Regions from separate parts of the Hordeum vulgare genome. Here region 2 is linked to region 1. The links are chromatin contacts, called in public Hi-C maps. All regions are on one chromosome and are shown on one strand. Each heading gives the region's core, a stretch centred on a gene start, on an enhancer-like site or on the middle of the called end of the contact. The rest is flanking DNA. Distances are from core to core; before and after follow the strand shown. Region 1 holds the start of LOC123406199 (cyclic nucleotide-gated ion channel 1-like). Region 2 has its middle 330 kb from the start of LOC123406199.

Evidence for each region. Hi-C and Micro-C count contacts between places; a contact is called where the count stands out from the background.
Region 2: a contact with region 1 is called in a Hi-C map of seedling, with 3 times the contacts expected there. The contact joins the enhancer-like site here to the promoter of LOC123406199 in region 1. A contact is called at or near these places in 2 of 6 Hi-C or Micro-C datasets (leaf and seedling).

Annotation. Positions count from the first base shown.
Region 1 is chr6H:244,657,723-244,663,872 of MorexV3_pseudomolecules_assembly, reverse strand. LOC123406199 (cyclic nucleotide-gated ion channel 1-like) reads left to right here and starts at 2,538. Exons shown (of 8, transcript XM_045099673.1): 1 at 2,538-2,724. It also overlaps the pseudogene LOC123405350.
Region 2 is chr6H:244,991,074-244,997,223 of MorexV3_pseudomolecules_assembly, reverse strand. No RefSeq gene overlaps it. Among protein-coding and RNA genes, the nearest start is that of LOC123406199, 330 kb to the right of the region's middle. Within about 2 kb of position 3,528, at least 3 of the 3 cell types and tissues checked have open chromatin away from gene starts, as enhancers often do. A contact at or near this core is called in leaf and seedling, where this site is marked.

The DNA of each region.
Region 1 (6,150 bases), core at 1,289-3,788:
AAAAGCGCACGCCCTCCTCATGCTTGGCATTTGTCGACTGGCCGGTTTCTCTGCAGCGGCCGTCGGCCCGGCGAGCACAGGCTCGTCGGTCGCCCGGTCTCCCCACTGCCAGTCGCCGACGTCGCGGACCATGGTTGTGTTGCCTGGCTACCTCCCGCCAAGGCACAACGCCCACACCCGTTTCTCGGGGTTGCCGGACGTGAGCGTGATCGCGCCTTCCACCCCATGCCCCTCGGCCCGCATCAACCTCAACGTCGCGCCAGGGTCCAGCAGCGGCGGCCGGGCGTTCGTCGAGATGCAAAGAAAGCAAGCACGACCGTCGTTTGCGGGCACCATGTCGTCCCCCCGCATCCTGTTCGACGAAATGCCAACACCAATGGCACCGGTCGACAACACCTATGACCAGTTCATGGAGGACGTGATCTACAATGGTGGACATGTCCCTGCCTACGATCCTGACGAGACCCAAAGTCACGATGGCCGCGCCCAGTTCGTTGCCGATGAAGAGGCCGACGACCGTGCTCACTACGACCATGGTGACTCGTGGCATGGAGAGGACGACATCTATTGCGAAGGTGATGGCGATGAAGATGAAGTCAATGACATTGATATTAGTGGTGAGCCATTGTTCATCAACGAGCTCACCCAAAGAGCGGAAGCACAAAAGAAAAAGAAAAGCATTCGCACGGGTTCATACACCCAAGATGAGGACAAGCTGATTTGCAACTCTTGGACGGTGATTAGCCAAGATCCGAGGACGGGCGCGCAACAAAAGGGCCTAGTTTTTTGGACGAGAGTCCACAAAACTTTCCATGGAAGGAAGATGTTTGAGCCCTATCAAATCACAAGCGACCGTGGTATCACCTCGATTCAAAAGAGGTGGTTGTTCATCCAACAAGAGTCCAACAAGTATTACGCCGCATTGGAGAGCATTGAAGCACGGCCCGTGAGTGGCCTCGGCATTGGGGACATGGTATGCTCTCCTCATCCTAGTCCTTTCCTTGCTTCGGCCTTGTATATGTTTGCATGTCCAAATCTTGTTGATCATGTGGTGTAGGCATTTTAATCTTTGGAAGCATTCAAGGCCCGGCACGATGACAAGCCATTCACGCTTACGCATTGTTGGTCGATCATCAATGATTGCCCTAAGTTCAAGGATCAATATCGTGAACTTCAAAGGAATATAGGCAAGAAGACGACCAAGTTCGCCGGAGGTGGAGATGGCGAGGCGTTGAAGAGGCCGAGGGGCAAGACCAACTCCTAGGTGGACGACATACATGATGCCGCATCCATCGCCTTGCATGAGACTTTGCATGACATGATGTCTCAAAAGGACATGAGGGACGAGAAGAAGCGACAAAGCAAGGACGAGCAAATGAAGCAATACCTCGAGCTTCAAAGGAAGAAGCTAGAGATTGAGGAGGCGACCAAGAAGAGGAAGATCGACCTGGAGGAGGCGGCCCGACAAAGGCAGCTCGACATTGAGGCCGCCAATGTCGAGGCCAGGAAGAGTCAGCTCGACATCGAGGCCACCAATGCCGCAACCAAAGCGAAGGAGGTGGCCCTTGCGATCATGAGCGTGGACTTGACGAAGATGAGCGAGAAGATGAGGAGCTGGTTCGAGGCCAGGCAGAAGGAGATGTTCGACGCCGACAACCTGAACTAGTTCGTCCGATCGGACGTGTCCGTTCTTTTTTGGGGGCTGGCATGGGTGCCGCCCGCTGGCCGCTCACTGTGTTCCGGCGAGAAACAAATTCATTATGGAGGTGACTATGTTGTCGCCCGCTGGCTGTGTTGCCGACGAACAAAACTATTCATTTTGGAGGCTGGTTGTGTTGCCGCCCGCTGACTTTGTTGTCGGCGAGGACGTGTAGGCCGCTGGCTGTGTTGCCCGCGTGAACTAGGGCCGCTGGCGTGAACTAGGCCGCTGGCATCTGAATCGTTGTTCTTTTGAAGGCGAACAAGATAGGACAAACGGATGTGGCCGCGCGCTGGGCGCGCGACAAATGCATCCTAGGCATACCTGGCCAAACGGGCCGGGCTAAACATGTCGGCCCGCCAGCCCGCCAAGACGGCACGACACGGGCCCGGCCCGACATGATTTAAACGGGTCGTACGAGACACGCGACACGCCTCGGGGCGTGCCTGGGCCTGGAGGCTGGGCACGACACGACCCGTTTTATTTTTTACATATTTTTAAATATTTTTAATATATATACACATAATATATGGCCCAATAGGCCTAAAACAAGCTCATGAGGCTGAAATTATGCTGTCCAACGTGTTAATCGGGCCAACAGGCCGATCCTTTTAGTAACCGGACCGTGTCTGACCCGAAGGGGCAGCCCATGGTTGACACGACACGGCCCGATTATTAAACGTGCCTCGGTGAACTGTGCCGGGGCAGACACGTTTAGCACGGGCCGGGCCGGGCAATGCCGGGCCGACCTGTTTGACCAGGTATTATCCGACGACAGGGCCGAACACAATCTCATCTCGCCACCCAAATGGATAGAATTGTACGTAGCAAAAAGTGAGGTCCGTTTGGGGTCGCGGTGGAGTTGGCGTGACTGCTTCGTTCCCTCGCGAGCGCGTCCCGCCTACCCCTCGTTCTAGTCCCCGTCGTCGATACCCACCTCACTAGCTAAACTCCATCGCCACCTCGTCCTCTTCCTCTTCGTCGGTGACGCTTCCCCTCCCCAAACGTTCCGTCCGGGACTCCGGGTAAGCCTTGTGCTGCTGCTACTGCCACAGTGGCGTATCCTGCCGCCCCATTCCCCTCGCCGCTTCGATCTGTTATTTCTGCCGCCCCCTAGCGTGCTGCTTTGCCGGTGCCGCGATCTCGCTGCGGAGCTGCCCGGTGCGTGCGCGTTGCTTTTTCTTTATGCGTGCGGGTCAAGAGCGTGATGTGAATTGTGATCTCCCGCGGTGGCACCTTGTTGTTGTGAAAGGGAGTCACTGGAGTGCCGATTTGGTTCGGCGGCACAAAGTGGTTAGGTGCAGAAATTGCTTCGTCGCTGTGGAATTGATAGTAGTTTTCTTTTTTTCTTTCTTTTTTGAAAGATCCAGCAACCGATGGCTTTTCATTGTGATAGGTTTTAAGAGAAATGGTGAATTTTATTGGCTCAGATGAAGCATGAAGAGAATACAAACACAATGAGCATACACCCAGTCCGTGCATAGCTAGCTAAGATGCACATAACCAATACCAAGCGTATCCTCACAAAAACACGCCGGCAAATAAGAAAGTCATATAAGACCCCCCCCCCCCTCCCCTCCCCCCAACAAAGCGATCAGATATGCCACAAAGTACAACAATGACCTTATCGGCGCCAACTATCTCATGACTGCACACAGACAATGAGGTTCTTCAGCATAGAAAGGGAGCGACGCTCATCCGCCAATGTCATTGGATCCTACCACCCAAGGCCAGAATCTAGGTTTTGACCTTAAAAGAACCAGTCCGATGATATCCAAGCAATGCCTTCAACAAGGTAACAACGTAAAAATATCACCATTGCTGAATATAACCAACTCGGGTCAGACCTAGTGCTCGAGTAGCACCACCATCGATGTCACTTATGTGTTGTCGCCACCACTTTGCCGCGATCCCAGCAACTACATGTGATGTGTGACCGTCGCCATTGTGCAACCATTCCTTCACGTCATGCTATCGTCCATAGTCTGCATCTCATTGCCGAAGTAAACCACCTATCTGGAGAGAGGAGCCCTCATGAAGACCTTTTGGTGGCCATCGCAATCCCCAGCGAGGTCACTGTCGTAGGCTGGAGTGGTCATCACAAGGACCAACATCGATGATGAAACATACCACCAACTACACCTCGCAGAAGAGAGCCCTGCCTAGGCCCGTCGACCTAGGAACCGACACGGTCAGAACTGGAGCACGAAAGACAAATCAACATTGCCAACGCGTGCTCGCGCAAAGCGTATCCGACACTAGATCTGGAGCGCACAACCGATGGATCGGCGACGCGCCTCCGACCGAAGCATTGTGCGCGCCCCAAGCCTGTCCCCTATCACGCCTCAACCATGCCGTTATGCCATCGCCTCACAGCCGTGCCATTGCAGGAATCCTGCAGTCGAGGTGCTGTCATGCCGCAGCCACAATCTCACATCCAAGTCACCGTCGGAAGCCTGTGGTCGCGCCGCCCCGTGCCATGGAAAGGTCCACACCCACGCGAAGCTTGGATGTCCTGTGCTGCCAATCAACCCCGTGAGAGGACAAGCAACCTCGTCGCCGCAGACTTCGCCCTCTGGCAATGGTGAGGGAGAGGAGAGGATGGAGGTTGCTTGAGTTTTGTCAGCACAAGGGCTCTCCCGTGTTGCTCGTGGGAGCGAGCGGCACTGGATGATCCTCTTTTCATGTGAGTCAGTTCACACCTCTACCTAGTTTCAGTAGTGTGCAACTTGATAGGTAGGGAGCAGTATTTACATCTTCATAGTTGGAAGAGCGATAAAAGGAGGAAAGGTGGATGTAGCAACCCAAAAGAAAAAGAAAGAAAGAAATGGTTGCTCGGCATGCTGTTCTTTTCAGGGCGGATCACCGAAGGGTTGTTGCATGCAGATTGCTCTGGTGATTCTCCAAGAATCCAGAGAGCGGCGGATTGAATGCATGATTGTGTTTATGAAAGAAATCTCGTCTCGGGAAATGTGTTTGTTCCTTTCCAGCCATATCTCTCGAGTGATCATGACCATGAGGGATTTGACACATTTAGCATTGTCCACTAGCGTTGAGCTTGAGATCGCTTCGCAAAACCCTAGCGAATTGTTAACCTCCGCCCATGCTTGGGGGTTCAGCGCCGAGCACCCTAGCCAGAACGAGGCACGCCTCCAAATTTGCTTTGCAACCGGGCATTTGCCCGAATAGGTGCATGGAGGTCTCAAGATTCCGGGTGCAGAGACGGCAGAATTATTCATTCGGCCAGCCACGATGTAGCAGCTGATCAGCGCACCAAGTTCTGTCCTGGAGCAGAAGCCATACGAAAAACTTGCAGCGCGGAGGGGCCCAAGCCTTCCAGAACAGGCTAGGTAAGGATGATCTAGTTCTTCCCAAGAATTGCAACTTATATGCATTGAATGAGCCCGGGCTTGAAACCTTCCAAAGAATTTCGTCTCGTATGCCTGGGTGAAGGACAATGGCGGAGGCTCTGAGCATGTTCCAAATCAGAAGGAACTTAGCGATGTTTTCTTCTGTCAGGTGTTGGTTTCTGATGCCTGAATTCATCTGGTATTCAGCAGGGCCTCACACACCAATCTAGTTTTTCTTCTAGACCGCACGCAGAGCCTTGGCCCCAGCAGGCACATGGGTGTAGAGCATAGCCAGGTTGACTCCTAGAAACAGGTGGGCTTGCCCTTCCTGATATTAACCGAGGTGGCTGCAGTGAAGAGTCTCGGTCCTGCTGGTTGCATGGCAAGTCAAAGCCCACCCATGGACGTGAGGGCGCCTGCCAGCTAAGCCAGAGCCATTGCAACTGTAGCATGTGCACAAACTTGTTGTGGTCGTGGATGCCCAGACCTCCCAGGGCAAATGGCGAGCAGACAGAGGTCCACTTGACCTTGCACTTTCAACCAGTAAGCTTCTCCTCCTGCGCCCAGAGGAATTCTGTGCAGATTTTGCCGATTTCTTGGAAAATCCCGTCGGAGCACGGATTACTGTCAGGGCGAAGACGGGCAGCGCAGGGCGAAGATGGGGAGCGCATGAGAGCCCGCCGCCCCGCATGGTTCATGAGCTTCCCCTTCCATCCTGCCATCTTGTCCTTGATCCGATTAAGGACGAACTGGAGATGCACGCGCCTTGTCCTTGATAGAGTGATCGGCAGCGCAAGGTCAGTGATCGGGAAACCTACCTTGCTGCTGCCAAACCCCTTAAGGATACTATCCAGGTCAATGCCCTGGCAACGGATGGGTTGATGCAAAGTCCAGTAGCACGCCCAAACTGCTCGAGGATTTGGAGAAGGTTGTCGATCTCACCACAGTCAGGGTTTGGGAAAATGATGGCATCACCAGCATAGAGTCTGAGCTGCAGCATCATGTCCCTCCCGGCAGAGGGGAAAGAGCCCCCAAGGCGGCAGTAGCATCAGGTATACATTGAAGCGGATTGATGGCACGGATGAACAGGAACGGGGATAG
Region 2 (6,150 bases), core at 2,279-4,778, 330 kb before region 1:
TTTGGATCTTTAAACCCTAGTGGTTGAGCAACATATACTTCTTCCTCAATCTTACCATTGAGGAATGCATTTTTAACATCCATTTTGTATAAGCATATATCATAGTGGTTAGCATAAGAAAGAAGCGTGCATATGGCTTCAAGTCTAGCAACAAGTGCAAAGTTTTCATCGAAATCAATACCCGCAACATGTGTGTACCCTTGAGCTACAAGTCAAGCCTTTTTTCTTACCACTTGGCCAGATTCATCTTGCTTGTTGCGGTAGATCCACTTTGTATCAAAAATGTTGTGCTTGCATGGATCTGGTCGCTTGACGACTTCCCATACGTTGTTGAGCTTGACTTGATGAAGCTCTTCTTGCATGCCTTGAATCCATACCAATTCTATGAAAGCTTCATCTACTTTTGTGGGCTCTGAGATAGACACAAAAGCAAAGTGCCCGAAAAAGTTAACCAATTGGTTAGCTCTTGAGAGAGTGAGAGGATCCGTTGCATTGGTGCTCTCGAGCATCTTCCTGATTTTCACTTCGTTAGCAACTCGCGGATGAGCAGGACAAAGACTTTGATCCTGCTACTGAGCATTGTCTTCATCAACCGCATTATCTTGAGGAGCATTATTGTCTTTGCTATGGGTAGGTAGAGGAATGATAACTTCCTCACCGTCGTATTCCTAAGGTATGATCTCACAAGTGCCCATCAGCCTAATATCTTCTTCGGGTGGAAGTTCATCTAGCACAGGTGGCAGGTGCTCTCTTTGAGAGCCACATCAAACCGCACATCTACAATATCAACAATTTTATTGTGAAAAATGTTGAAGACTGTGTAGGTGTGTGAATCCTTTCCATTACCAATCATGCAGCCCTCAGGTGCTTTCGATGCAAATTGAGAAGTGTGGTCTAGATCTGTAATTCGACATCTTGCACCGAAGACTTTGGAATAACTTACATTGGGTTTCTTACTAGTAAGTAGTTCATATGAGGTTTTCTTGAGGAACTTGTGAAGATGTACTTTCTTGATGATGTGGCATGTAGTGTCAATAGCTTCAGATTAGAATTTTTGTGGTGTCTTGTACTCATAGAGCATAGTACATGCCATCTCTATGAGAGTCATGTTCTTGCGTTCCATAACACTTTTCTATTGCGGTGTATATGGACCAGAGAACTCATGTGTGACTCCAAGGGAGTGAAGATATGTATCCAGACCAGTGTTCTTGAACTCTGTGCCATTATCACTCATGATATGCTTGATCTTGACTTTGTAGTTGGTCATGCGCCTGTTTGCAAAACGCGTGAAGACATGCTGCACTTTGATCTTGTAAAGTAAGGTGTGCACCTAGGTATATCTAGAATAATCATCAACAATAACAAAGCCATATAGATTTGAAGTGGTAGAGAAGGTGGAGTACTGAGTAGGGCCGAATAAGTTCATATGGAGAAGCTCGAAGGGACTGGAAGTCATCATGATTGTCTTCGAGGGGTGTTTGTCCATTGTCATCTTCACGGCTTCGCAGGCAGCACAAAGATGATCTTTCTTGAACTTGACACACTTGATGCTAATGATGAGATTCTTCTTGGCAAGGGTATGCAAGTTCCTCATACCAGCATGTCCTACCTTCGATGCCATAGCCAACATTATGAAGCTTTTGCTAGAAGACATGTGGCAACATTTGGTCCTGCAGAGAAGTCTACTATGTATAGATCACCTCTTCGAAAACCTTCGAAGACTTTGGTTTTGTCACAGGCAGTTAGTACAACGCATTGAAATTTGCTAAAATGATAAGCATGTCAAGATCACAAAGCATTGAGATAGACATTAAGTTGTAACCAAGGGATTCGACAAGCATCATATTTTCCATGTGCCCTCCTATGCCTTGTGATAGCAACTCCATCTAGTCCCAATAATTTGCTTCTGCTTTATTTTGGCAAAGATGATGTGATCTATGGCTGGAGGTCCAAGGTTTGACTCCATCAATGTAACAGTCCGAGACTGACGCCCCACACGCATTCCATTTATTTTGAGTCTCGTCATGTGTTTCAGTTGTTTGTTGCATTCATCATCGCATCATATGCATCATTCACATTCAACGGCACCCCTTCACCATCATTTTTTAAAACTTGCATCTGTTAATAGTAATTGGTTCCCTCTATTTCCCTTGTTGACCGTTTAGTGACAAACAACACACGCACGAGCCCGCGACATGGTTAAAATATTGTTTTTTTTAAAGTGGTCATACAAATTTCTCGGAATGGGTTGAAAATTAGCGCGCGTTCTTAACATAGTGTAGGTAGACCGTCTGTCAAATTTCATCGCATTCAGAAGTCGTTTGTTGCCCTGGCATTAAACTATAGCGACACTATAATCGGGTAAATTGTCGGACGTTTACGTTTTTAGAAATTGTTGTCGGGCTGCCCCCGTTTTTCACTCTCTGCTACGCCTAGCCCCTCTACACAGTGCACAAACCCCTCAAGTGCGGACGATAACTTCCCCAAACCCGAAATGTACGGACATGACCATTGGGTCCAAATCAACCCCAAATACCTCAAACCATCATTCGTCTTTCAATTGGACTCCCTAACCTATTTATATCGGTCGTCCGACCTAAATCGAAGGGTCCAAAACTAGTCTCATTTTTTTCATATATAAACTAACCCTAACCAAATTAGTCCAAACCTAGGCTTACACACTCATTTTCCTCACCCCGCCACCACTCTCTTCCCCTTCCTCGAGATCCACCACCTTCCCCGATCCAAAATCACTCCTTCCTTGATTCCCGCGACAGCCAACAATCTCCTTCCTGCAGATCTGAAACCACCCAACCACTTCAGGTCCTTGTTTTTTCCACTTCATCAACCAAACAGGTCCAGCGACCATAGCTTGTCCTCACGCCTGAGTGCACCTTTGAGCTCCAGCAATAACCATGTATGCCGAGCCCAGAGCTGAACAAGCAACCGGATCCGGGACCGCCGCCTCCAGCCAGTACCCGCCGCACCAAACTCTTTGTCCTGCACCTCTTCGAGCACCACCTCATGCTCCACTTGTCGGTGACGCCCTTACAGGCCAACGCTATGACCCCGCGCCCCTCCGATGACCTTGCCCATCGGCGACCTCGACCAGTCAAGCGTCATCCCTCGCGCCCTCCTCTAACTCCTCCCATAGCTCTCTCCCGCTGTATGCTCTATCCTTTGCGCGCGCACCTGTCCTGTGTGTAGGGAGAAGTTGCTGCCATGGAGGAAGTTTCCAGCCGCACCCCTGATTGCCTTGGCCACGATCCGGAGCTTCGTCGCCAGATTTGTTACCTGCAGGTCCCGCATGAATCGATCTACCCATTCCACTTCCCCCGACCTCGTCCCTATCTCATATGCCGCTGCCAATCTCCATCGAACCAGGAGGTTCGGGCCGCTTTGCTCGTCTGCATCGAGCGAAGGAGATGATGAGCAACGCCCGTGTTGACAATGCTTGGGCGGCTGCACGACCGGACCAGGCGCACCTTCATGGCCTAGCCAGCCCGCCCCAGCTGCTTGCCTCTACATGGGCCATGCTGAGGCCCAGCTGGTTCGCCCGGGCCAAGCCATGGTGAGCCAGCGTCGATCCCCTCTATTGTGCGCCCTAGGAATTGTTTCTTATCTTGCGCTCGGGTATGCACTCTTGGGCCAATCCTAATTTCGGCTCGTGACTAGTTTTTTTTTTGTGTAGCGAAATTATCTATTTATTTAGAGAACGCGAGTTTCACCAAATAATCTAGAGTTGATGATATTAATATCTCACAAAACGTACATCGGATTAAAATGAATTAAACATGTAAAATGTTTACAATATTGTGTAGATTAATAATATCCATTTTTCATCCATGTTTAAATGTTTAAAATAATGTTTACATGCACAAATGGTCTATTAAAATGGTTTCTTTCCTAACTAATGAACCGCAGCTCCAAATTAAATAAACTTTATATGTAAATTGATTAAAAGATGTGTAGAATAACTTGGTGGCATTATTTTTCCTGTTTAACAATAATTACAATATGTTTTAGGTGAACAATAGCAAATTCGAAAAGTACATCGGAGTATTTTTGCAATTGTTATTCGTTGTTTTCGTCTCATTTAAACTTGCCTAAATGTGTAGTATATTCATGCTTCACCACTTGCCATGCTTAACAACATTTAAATTGTTGAGTACATAAATGTGAGTGAACTAAATAAATTGATCGTGGAGTTTTGTCACTATGCAATCGATGCATATTGAGCTTCACTTAATTTGTAGTATTTGATTGTTACATCGGGCATGCTATGCCTATTTAAACCAAACATGCATCACATTTGTTTGCGCATCATGCCAAGAAAATGTTGTGGTGTTTACCATCTCATTTGATTGTTTCTGGATTTTCTTCTCCTTGCTAAAGTTTCAAAAGTGTTCGGAGTGTGAGGACTAGTTCGACTACACTCCGTTCGCGTACTTCACACATTTGTTCTTGTTCCAAGCAGGATCTTAGGTAAGATGACAATTTCCCTCGATATCAGTACTATCATTGTCATTCTAGTTGTATCGTTTCTATTGCTATGTATTGCTTCCCACCACTAGTTTGTAAGGGCTCCCGAAAATGCCATGATAGGCCTCTAACCCCTCGAACTTCCCAACAAACCATTGTTTGGCTAAGTTACCGCTTGCTCATCCCTTCTTATATCGTTGTTAGTTGTAGGTGCAGGTTGTTTCCATGTGACAACATGGATATCTGGGGATATCACAATATTATTGCTATTTAATTTAATGCACATATATACTTGGTAAAAGGTGGAAGGCTTGGCCTTTCTCTCGGTGTTTTGTTCCACCTTTGTCACCCTAGCTACATGTGTACCGGTGTTTTGTTTCATATTGAGCACTTCTAATATGCTTGGGGTTGTTATGGTGACCCACTTGATTTTTGTATTGTGATAAAACTCTTCCGGAAAGGCCCAACATTGGTACTATATCTTCCCACCATAATAATATTAAACACCTTTTTAATGCATAGGGAGTTAGCTCTATCCAGTTGTGCCCTAAGAATGAGATGTGTGACTCCTATCGTGATTGTCGGCAAGTTGGGCAGCCTTTCTAGATAAGTTTTGCCTTTCTCGAATGTCTTCTGAGCCCGGATTTCGAGGATACCTTGGGCTATCTCGACGTTGAGGTTTCCTAGCGCAACTTGTGGCTATTTTTCTATGGATGAGTTGTAGCACCCGTGCAGGGGTAAATCTTTCTGAGAGTTGTTCTCACGGTTATGTGGCAACCTGGAAATTTGTTTAACACACGGTCGTAGCAAACTTGAAGTAAACTCAAATGAAATATACCAACCGGGTGAGTAACCGTGACTATCTCTCCTTGTGAGGTTTGAACCTGGAAGAGAACATGATGGGGTTATGAACGACTCCTAAGTAGGTGTCCAGGATCACTTCTCGATCATTACTAGTTCATGTCCATTTATGCGTAGATCACTCTTCTTATTCTTGTACTCGTAAGCTAGCCATTCACATAAATGCTTAGTGCTTGTTGCTGACTCACCAGTTAACCAAACCTCATCCATTTGGATTTGCTAGTCTTGATACCCTTGGAAATGAGATTGCTGAGTCCTTGTGGCTCATAGATTACTATAACAACAGTTGCAGGTACAGGAAATATGATGCTTTGACGTGAGAGCGATGCTTGTTTGATTTGGAGTTCTTCTTCTTCATCATCATCGATCATAGGATGGGTTCTAGGTCGTCAGCCTGGGATAGCAAGGATAGATGTCCTTTTTATCGTTTGATTTCGTCCATAGTCGCACCCTGTATTTATGTATGATGCTTGATATTAATTAATGGATCGAGATAATCATGATTTAGCTTGTGGCGAGTGCAAGCCAATTCCGTATACTCATCTCCTCTTTACATGTATTTGTAACGATATCCATTCTTGCGAAATGACGAGATGCGCTTCTATCCCTATCTAGGCCCATGAGCCCGGATGAGGACAATATTGCATCTTGGTCGTTACGTGTTGGTATGAGAGCAATACCGACCTAGGAGCCTCTTCATTGGTCGAACTTGGTTGAGTCGAGTCTAGAAAAATATTTGGAGTCTAGTTATATATCGCAGAGTAGGATTCTTTTACTCCCCTTCCCTGCTCTGGTGAGGAATACCGA